Linked DNA regions of Ovis aries: region 2 is linked to region 1. Evidence: chromatin contacts called from public Hi-C data. All regions are on one chromosome and are shown on one strand. Each heading gives the region's core, a stretch centred on a gene start, on an enhancer-like site or on the middle of the called end of the contact. The rest is flanking DNA. Distances are from core to core; before and after follow the strand shown. Region 1 holds the start of ABLIM3 (actin binding LIM protein family member 3). Region 2 overlaps ABLIM3 (actin binding LIM protein family member 3).

What was found. Hi-C and Micro-C count contacts between places; a contact is called where the count stands out from the background.
Region 2: a Hi-C map of tail adipose tissue shows a contact between it and region 1, with 2.9 times the contacts expected there. The contact joins the enhancer-like site here to the promoter of ABLIM3 in region 1. A contact is called at or near these places in 8 of 16 Hi-C or Micro-C datasets (liver, mixed tissues, muscle and 4 more).

Annotation. Positions count from the first base shown.
Region 1 is chr5:58,295,382-58,300,235 of ARS-UI_Ramb_v3.0, reverse strand. ABLIM3 (actin binding LIM protein family member 3) reads right to left here and starts at 2,589. Exons shown (of 19, transcript XM_060416591.1): 1 at 2,503-2,589. The coding sequence starts at 2,515.
Region 2 is chr5:58,363,295-58,368,148 of ARS-UI_Ramb_v3.0, reverse strand. ABLIM3 (actin binding LIM protein family member 3) reads right to left here. Exons shown (of 19, transcript XM_060416591.1): 5 at 419-545. Among named protein-coding and RNA genes, the nearest start is that of ABLIM3, 68 kb to the right of the region's middle. Within about 2 kb of position 2,633, at least 12 of the 54 cell types and tissues checked have an H3K27ac peak or open chromatin away from gene starts, as enhancers often do. A contact at or near this core is called in liver and tail adipose tissue, where this site is marked.

The sequences.
Region 1 (4,854 bases), core at 1,340-3,839:
CCATCCTGAGGACCACACAGCCAGCCAGTGAAAACACAGCCAGAACCTGGGCCCACCTGATAGCAGGGCTTGAGCTATCCCAAGATTATACAGCCTATGCACCTCTTCTCCAGATAAAGTGACGAGCAATATAATAATAAGCTCATGATTTGCCCCCATCTCAATGGTGACATTTGAACAGTTGATTAGGAATGGCACACACTGTTGATAATGTTATGCATCCAAGTACCTTTCACAAACCCAAAACTAGCCACATGAGTTGAAGACTGCAAAAATGGAGCAATAATGCCCATTTGACAGGGTGGATGTGAGAGGGATGCAGGTGAAATGCGTAGCCCAGTGGCTGGTAGGGTGAGGATTCAGGAAGGGAAAGTGCAAGAAAAAAACCGAGTGACAGTTTCTCTTAGGTTCAATTTCAGGCATGAGGACTGAGTTAGGAGTCTCACATGGTAATGGGGCGAGCATTTTTGCTTACATCAGGTCACCCCATGGACCACATGCCCATGCTCTGTCCCTGTGACCCCATCACACCATCACTCCTCCAAGGTCTGATTTCTACTCTTTCCTTCTGAAGACTCCCAGCGTGGGGAGGAGGTGCAGTGACGAGGGAGCCTGGCCCCAAAGCCCTGAGCAAGAGTTTCTCCACAGTTTGCCCCCAGGTAGCCCTTAAGAGAATCACTTCCTCATAGGGAACCTCAGGGACCCCCAGGCTGCCTGAGTCACTCTGTTTATTTTCCCCTACTCCTGGAAAATAAACGTGCTTTCCCCACTTAGAAAAAGTATATGAGGCTAGAATGGCATTTTTGTTAGTCCTTCTCTTCTGCAGTACTCAATTCTACTACTTTTATGTTTTTTTTAAGTAAAATCTATTTCCTTCTTTAAGGAAAACTCAGTGTTGCTAATGGTACAAGAGTTTATGATTCTAAAGAGAGAAAAAGTGTTGCTTGTTACCTAATTTCTTAGTTCCTTGAAAAATAAATGAGCCATCTTTCTCTTCTGTCGTTTAGTGAGAAAGGACTCCCATAAATACATTTTTCCCCGCCTAGAGATAGTGAGAAGTGACAGGCACTTCACATTCTTACTTGTCTGAGAGCACAGATGGATGCAAATTTGTGGCCCACTAGGTGATCGGGTCTACCTAATTTTGCTCTTTTCCTGAGCCTCATGTGAAGCCTCAGCCCTGTTCCAGACTGTCAAAATCAAGAGGCAAAATTCTTGGGCTGTAAAAGGCAGAGGGAGTCCAGCTACACTTGCCTGCTTAGCGCAGCTATGCAATACACAAAGGAAGACGGCAGAGAGATGACTCATACAAATATATAGTAAATAAATATATTTCATTTCCATCTCCCTGGCTTTGTTTTCCTCCCCTCCATGCCAACAGCCTTGAAATGGAAGGAGGTTAAGGAAACCTGATTTGATCTCAAACACAGCCTCAGAAGGTACTGATTTTTATGACCTTGTTTCTCAGCTGTAGCTTTTTTAGAAGAAACTTGCAGATTCTTAGATTAGAAGAAGCTCAAATTCAACCCTTCTCATTTTACAGATGAGCAATTGGAGATCCAGAGAGGAGAGGGCCAAGTCAAAGACCCAGGGAAGTGAATGTTCCTAGGCGTTCTCTGGTTCAACAACCCCACATGCTGCTAGACAACCCAGACAAGTGAAGCTGGCCAGGAGGGGGACTTGAATCCAGATCTCTCTTTCAGGGTGGCACTCATGCCACCTACCCCAGTGGGCGCCCATGGTCAAAGGCACTGAACTGAAGAGAAAGAGCTTAGGCCTCCTTGTATCTCTCACTGCATTTCTCAGCAGCTGAGGCTCAGCCCAGCAGTAAAATGTCTGGTCCTGCCTCTGCAGAGCAGTTACTGCTTCTGGCATTTCAGAGACATTGGCCAAAGGGCTTGTCTCTTTTCTCTCGTTCTCAGGATGGCTAAATGCTGCCTTAAGGTATGTGAAAAATATCAGCCCTGGGCCCATGGGGCTGCCTGCACACTAGAGCAGGATATTTCACAATCTCCAGACCCAAAGGTGGCTTCCTGGCAATTTGTTTATCAAACTGCTCGTTCCTATCCCACAGCCTGCCCACACCCACCCACCCACCCACCAGCCCGAGGCCAGCCTCCCTGCCTCTTCCCAGCTCCAAGACCAGCAGGGCCTTCCTCTTCTTTCCAGCTGTGTGCTGGGAGGTCTCCTCTGAGCCCCCTCAGTCAGACAATGGCTACACTTCTGCTTCCTAGGCCTTCTCAGGCTTTGCTAGAAGGAGACAAGCAGCCTTCCCAACGGAGACAAGTGGCGCGGCCAATAAAACATTAGCAAATATCGTGAAAACCGGGAGCCATATCCCTGTACTCGGGAGGGAGCACAGAAAAAACCGAGGAGGAGTCTGGGGGCATGTGTCCCCCCGGTGCCAGGCTTCCTTCCTCCTTCCAGGCAACCCCAGCGCCGGCTCCTGCACCTCCCGCCCCCACCCTGTTCCCATGGCAAAGAAGAGGAGGACCCACTTACGGCTCGTGTTCATGATGATGCCTTTGCACTGGGTCTTTCATTCAATACGGAGACTCCAGATGCTTTTTAAATCTTCCGATCTTTCGACTTCACTCATCACCTGGGGGGTGAAATAGTCCAGTGTTAGCTCTGTATCCTGAGGTGCCCTCTCTCTGCTGTCCCTCTCAGTCTGGGCTGTAGCCTCTGGCCTTGAAGGCGAGTGGGCTAATAGCTCAGGTGAGAGCAGGGAGGAGGAGGCGGCAGAGAGGACGGGAGCGCCTGGGTCCGTCCGCTCCTGGGACCTGACTGCCCGACAGAAGCGGGGCCGGCAGCGCCTGTTGGCGCGCACCCCGACTATTGCAGCCCAGCGGCTCGGGAGCCCAAAGGGGGTGTGGACCACAGGGAGGCAGGGCGGGGGCAGCGTGCTGGGCGCCGGGCTCTGCTGGGCAGCGCGTCCCCGCCCGGCGTCCACGAGCGGCGGCCCGCCCCGGGACCCACCTCTCGGCCAGTGTCGGGAGCCAGAGGCCCCTGCCCGGGCCCCTGAGACCAGTTCATGAATCCTGGTCCTCGTCTGGGGTCTCGAATTCCAAGGCGAGCAAAACGAAATAGGAGAGCTCGACATCCATGATGCGGGCTCGCCGGGTGGCTGCGCGGGGGGCGCGGCTGCTCGCTGCTGCCACCTGCTGGACGCGCCTGCGCGTGTCCAGGCCCCGCCCCGCCCGGGCTTCTCTCTGGGTCCTGGGCTGTCAAGGGGAATGGATGGGACCCTGTGTCCTGTGGCGAAGGAGGGGGTGCTTGAGCGCTGCTTCCCTCCCTCGATACACGGGTCTAAGAACTAGACAATGACAGGAAAATAGACCCTCTATGAGAGGGGCTGTGAAGAAAGGATTGGCTTTGCAGGAAGACAGTGTTCACTTCCAACTCTGCTTGCTCCTGACCAGCTGGGTGTAGTCTGGTCTTGAGCAGGTCGCTGCTGGCTTTGCCTGGTGTTCCTCAAGTGTAGAAGGTGGGGGCTGGACAAGTGAATAAGAGATTATGGGTTCCTCTAGCCTCCTAATTCTGTTCCTACCTCCCGCTTCATACCCCTTATCACTGACGCATTTGTTAGAATTTTTTTTTTTTTAAATATTATCCCTCTCCTCCATGAGAATGTTCGTTCCATTGAAGTATGGGTCTTGTCAGTAGGGTTCACTGCCAGGCCCTCAACACCCAGAAAAGCACCTGACACACAGTGGGTATCAATAGATAGTCACTGACAGACTACCCTAGTGTTTTCTGGATCTAGCATCACTCAGCCCTCAGAATAGAAGGTCCAGGAACACCTGCTTGGAAACACTTCCCTGTGTGAGGCAAATATCAGGTATGTACCCTAGTGACTCAACCTCACTGGTTCACCCAGTTTTGTATGGCCAAAGTTTTTTTTCCCTGTAGTTAGTTTTTGCAGGTGTGTATTAAAAAAACCTATATTCTGATTCTCCTGGTCATGGTTAATTCAGTGGGATGAGATTCTTGACATTCCTCTGACTACTTACCCTGTCACCTTTCTGAACCTAGTTCAGGGTCACAGAACCATTTCTTTTGAGCATAGAAAAACAAGACTGAAAGGACACATAATCCCTGTCTATAGAATGTCTCCGGTTAGAGTATGTGTAGAGTAAAAAAGCTGTGAACCCCTCACACCCCCAACTTGTAGACAAGAAACAGTGGGTCGGAGAGGCTGTACCACCTGCCCCCGACACATAGCATCTGGTGGCTGAACTGTACCAGATCTGCTCACTTCTAGGTTGGTCCTTTGTGAGAGAGAGTCAGTGTACCTGGTGCTGAGATGGCAGGGTAAATGTAGGCAGCCCCTCTCTTAAAACTGGGGAAAGAGCACCTCCTAAATAAATACAATGTTTCTACCTCACCCCCTGAGATGTGATAACAACAAAAGGATCTTTAGATAAACTGAAGGGTCAATGGATTTGAAACACCTTGTGATAGCTTACTTGGAATTGTTGCCAATGGAGAGAGAATAACCCTAACCTCCTCACAATTTTGTTTGTATAACAATCTCCTGGAGATCTGCTCTGCATGTTAAACAAGCATCCCAGGTGATTCACACATCACTCTGCTATGGAAAAGACCTAGGATAACTCTGAAAACACAGTAGTGTTTAATAAATACGTAAGTGATTCCCAAAGATCTCTTTAGAGAACCCCTACATTTTCAGATTGTGATTCTTTATTCAATTCCCAAGTTACCTGTAACTTGCTCTGTTCTAAGGCTTGGAAAGAGATCATTTTTCACCCTGGGAGAAAGTTCAGCTAAATTAAACATGTAAAATTAAAAAGACTGTTCGGTGAACATATTTAGTTATCACCCAAAACCTCA
Region 2 (4,854 bases), core at 1,384-3,883, 68 kb before region 1:
GTCCATACTAAAAATGATAAATTAATATTATTATCCTTATTAAAAAGGTAACATGGTTAAATATACAATCGCAAATGGTGCTGACCTACCCGAAGGAAGCCAATAGGGCCGATGAGGGCCATTGGGAGGGCCAACGTGGAGGGCCTGTAAGAGGTGGTATGAAGCCAGTTCTGAGGGGAGGGTATGGGACCTCAGACCAGGGAAGGGGAGGAGCAACATGCTCAGAACAGAGGAGAGCATCTGAGAACCGAGGAAGCACCGAGTGAGAGCCCAAGGTGAGGGGTGCCGTTTGCGGCTGGAGTGTGGCAGCCGGACAGAAATGGAGGGAGATGCTGCTGGTGACTCAGGCCAAGGGCCATGTGGGGCCAGGCCTGGGGGCATGCAGAGGTCAGGCAGGCGGGGCAGGGGAGAGACCTACTTGCTGATGTACTCCCCAGTGAGGATGACGCTGCAGGTCTGGCATTTGAAGCAGCTGACGTGCCACTGCTTGTCCAGCGCCAGGAGCGACTGGCCGTGCTTGATCTCCTCCTTGCACCCAGCGCAGTCTGCAAAGACAAGAGGACCCGATGAGCAAAGCACCTCGGGCCCTGGGACCCTTGCTGTCGTCTCGCACCCGAGTCTAGGCAACCCCTCCTGAATGCTGGCTTTTCTGTAACTGCTCCCACCTAGGTACTGGCACCAGTCGAGACTATGTCAGGTAAGCAAAAGGCCAAAGGCACCCTGGCCTCTTGACAAGGGGTCCTGGTGTGAGGGAGAAAGGCCTCATAGGGTTCCTCCAGAAAGTTCCTTGCTGGGCATCCTGACCGTGGTTCATCCAGAGCAGACCCAGAACTGCTCCTAGCCTGTTCTCAAGTTGCTAACAAAGCTCACACAACTCTCTGTGACCTGGGGACCTGAAGCATCAGTGTCACCTGGGAAATTGCTAATGTGTAGAAATGTGGCCCCCATCCAGATCAACTGAATTTTTATTTTTAACTATTTTATTTTTATTGAAATAAACTTGATTTACAATGTTGTATTCATTTCAGGTAACAGCAAAGTGATTCAGTCACACACACACACACACACACACGTAATATATTCTTTGTCAGTTTCTTTTCTATTATAGGTTGTTACAGGGATTAAATATAGTTCCCTGTGCTATACAGTAGGTCTTGTTGCTAATCTATTTTACATGTAGTAGAGTGTATCTTTTAATCCCCAAACCCTAATGTATCTTTCTCTTTCTCCTTTGTTAACCATAAGTTTTCCCATGCCTATGAGTCTGTTTCTGTTTTGTAAATCATTTGTATTGTTTTTTTAGGTTCCACATATAAGTGGTAGCATATGATATTTGTCATTCTCTGACTTATTTCACTTACTGTGATAATCTCCAGGTCCATTCTTATTGCTGCAAGTAGCATTATTTCATTCTTTTTTATGGCTGAGTAATATTCCATTGTATATATACACCACATCTTCTTTATCCATTATCTGTTGATGGACATTTAGGTTGCTTGCATGTCTTGGCTACTGTGAATAGTGCTACAGTGAACACTGGGGGGCATGTATCTTTTTAAATTAGAGTTTTCTCCAGGTAAATGCCCAGGAGTGGAATTCCTGGATCATACGATAACTCTATCTTTAGTTTTTTTGAGGAACCTCCATATTGATCTTCGTAGTGGCTGTATCAATTTACATTCCCACCAACAGTGAAGGAGAGTTCCCTTTTCTCCATAGCCTCTCTGGCATTTGTTATTTGCAGATGTTTTCATGACAGCCATTCTGACCGATGTGAAGCAACACCTCATTATAGTTTTTATTTGCATTTCTCTAAAATGCAAAAAATTTGAGCAACTTTTCATGTGCCTGTTGGCCATCTGTATGTTTTCTTTGGAGAAATTCCCATTTAGTTCTTTTACCCGTTTTTTTGACTGGGTTATTTTTTTCACATTGAGCTGCATGAGCTGTTTTATATATTTCAGAAATTGAGCCCTTGTCACTGAATTTTATCAAGATCTCCAAGCACAGCAGAGTTTGCGAATCCCTGCTCCAAGCTTAGGTTCTACTTTTTCTCACCTTTAGGCTCATATGCTCAATGGTTTGTGATTTGTGTGCTTTTGGTTAAGCCTATTCTCTTGCCTAGCACCATGCTCAGCACACAGTAAAAACTTAGAGTAGATCTTCTGAATGAGCAGCCCTCCTAGCACCCATGCACACCTCCTCCCTTATGTGACTACAAACCAAACATCTGCCTCCCTAAGCAGTGAGGATTAAAGAGTCTGATGAGATTGTTCCAGAGCAGAAAGGCACCCTTGCTCTCCGTTTCCATCACCCTGGACCATGCACTGAGGCCAACAGAATGTAGGGGGGGCCAGAGGCTGCCTGTTGCTCAACAATGTCTAGGGAGGGGCAGGAAATGGAGGCAGGGTCCGAGGTACTTGGGAGATGCTGGGAATTCAGGCTTAGCTGACAGGATGTCCCACTCTGGAGGAGGAAAGGGTCAAGGGGCAATGTTTACCAGAGCACAGGCCTCCTTCTTGGCACCAAAGGCAAATGCACACTTGGGAGCAGTAGAGGAGGAGAGAGACACACAGCAAGTTGGGAGAGGCTGGCTGAAGTTCTCTCATCCAGCTGGAAGCCAGTCCTGGAGAAGAGATGAGGCATCTGTGTCTCTAGGAAGGGGGTGTGTCCAGCACGCTGTGGAAAGTCTGGGCCCTGACGAAGTGTGTGTATGAGTCAGCTCCCATAGTCCATGCCTCTTGGCTACACAGCACCTTTCTAATGTCTCTTAGCGCAAGCTGAGGGCAAGAAGGTCTCCCATTGCAAAATGCTTCAAGTCCCAGGTCTTCAAATGGGGGCTGGTAGAACAGATTTAGGATTTCTTTCTTTTCCTTTTTTTTTTTTTGTCTCCTGGAATAAGTCAACTTCCACTCCATCCCAATCATCACAGTCTTCAGAATGTCATTGTTTAGAGGTCAGTACCCCCTCTTCTTTTATAGATAGATGGCCTCTGAAGTGACTTGTCCATGCTCTATATAGGAAAACCCAAGGGCTCGGGCATCTGGTCCAGCTTTCTAGGCCACAGGTGCTGAATTTGTGTCTCTGTGGGTTTTCTTGATAGGGTTAAAAAATTCCACAGGGGCTCAGAGTTCACATCAAAGTCCCACCCAGCACAGTAATCCTCAGCATTCTCAACAGGTGGGCTGCTGCTGCTGCTAAGTCGCTTCAGTCGTGTCCGACTCTATGTGACCCCATAGACGGCAGCCCACCAGGCTCCCCTGTCCCTGGGATTCTCCAGGCAAGAACACTGGAGTGGGTTGCCATTTCCTTCTCCAATGCATGAAAACAGGTGGGCATCTTCCTCTAAATCACTGCCTCCAGTAAGACTGTCATGATGTCCTTTTTTTATATGAAGCTGAGGCCTGAATTCTTGTGACACCCCCTATTTTAAGCAACCAAGGATTATTTACCTCTTACTCTAAATGTGTTTCTTCAAATCTTTTATGATAACTACAGTTTCTCTCTTCTCCTTTATCTCCCGCACTTCACTTTTCCTTGCTTGACGTGGTCTGAGAAAATTCACTTGTGGATTCCATGGAGATAGAGAAGTTACTGGTTAACACCACCATTGTCTATCTTTTCAATAAACCTTACTCAAAGAGTTGCATCCTTTTGTGGTCACAAAAGAGATGAGTTCCATCTCTTTAAGTTGCAGTGACATATCTGATATAAATTGGCATCTTGAATTAAAATTTAGGAGATGGTACAGTATCGTGGTTAGAGGTTGAGCTGAGAGGTTAGAGTGAGTGGAGAGAGGCTGGCCAAGGGGAGAATCCCAGCTCCCCAGCTGACTAGGTGTACAACTGTTCAGGTCCAGCTTCCTCATCCGAACATGACTGGTATAAAGATGAACTGAAGTGAGGCCTGGAAGGACTTTGCACAGGGCCGGGCATGTATGTACCCAATAAGTGGTTATTATCATTATTATACCACATTCTCATGGTTTTTAACTCATACTCTGTGTATTATCCAATCTCTGATATGAGGTCAGAAACAGTATCTCTGATGTAGGGAAGGCCTGCTAATTCCTCCTGAGAATTCTGGCACACCTATTCCATTTTTTCCCCCCATATTATATTGTTCATCCTCCACTCAACTGGCTTCAGATGAAGGATCTTTACCAGGATCTTTTTCCCCCCTCTTCTTCCAACTTTTACTTATGACCAACATCGGAGCTTCAGGCACTGCATCCGGGAGCCCATGGACCTGGTGTAATAAGCAAGGTCAGGACACACCCTGCCACAAGCTGGATTCTGCACAGCCAGCTGTCCACTCCATTCCTCATACGTTCTTTGTTCCAAAATTACCACCTTCAGCTGGCAATAAGCACGATGCACCTGCTCCTCCTAAATCCCTCCGTTTACTGGAATCTCTGAAGACCCCAGACAGTTATTTTTAGCCTTTTCTGACTGTGTCATTCATTACAGCAAAAATAGGTGGGTGTGTGAGTCATAGCAAGCTCCCCACCTTGTTTTAGGCAACTAATCCAGAAAGACAGGACCCTTCCTATTAGCAAGTCATGTCTCTAGTATAGGGTGTTAAGGGAGTAGGCGCCAAAGCCAGACTTGCCTAGGCTCACACTCTGGTTCCATTACCATTATCTGAGTGACCTGTGACACTCCTAGAGTATCTGGTTTCTTATCTAAAAACCATTGCTCTTGTCTCCCTCCTAGAGTTGTGGTAATGATTAAATGAGATGTTTAGAAAACTTAGTGCAGTGCTGACAATAGTAATGGCCAGTCAATGCTAGCAGCCGTGATGGCAGTAGTTTTGGTGGTGATGGTACTACTGCTGCTGATTCTTTGCAGTGAG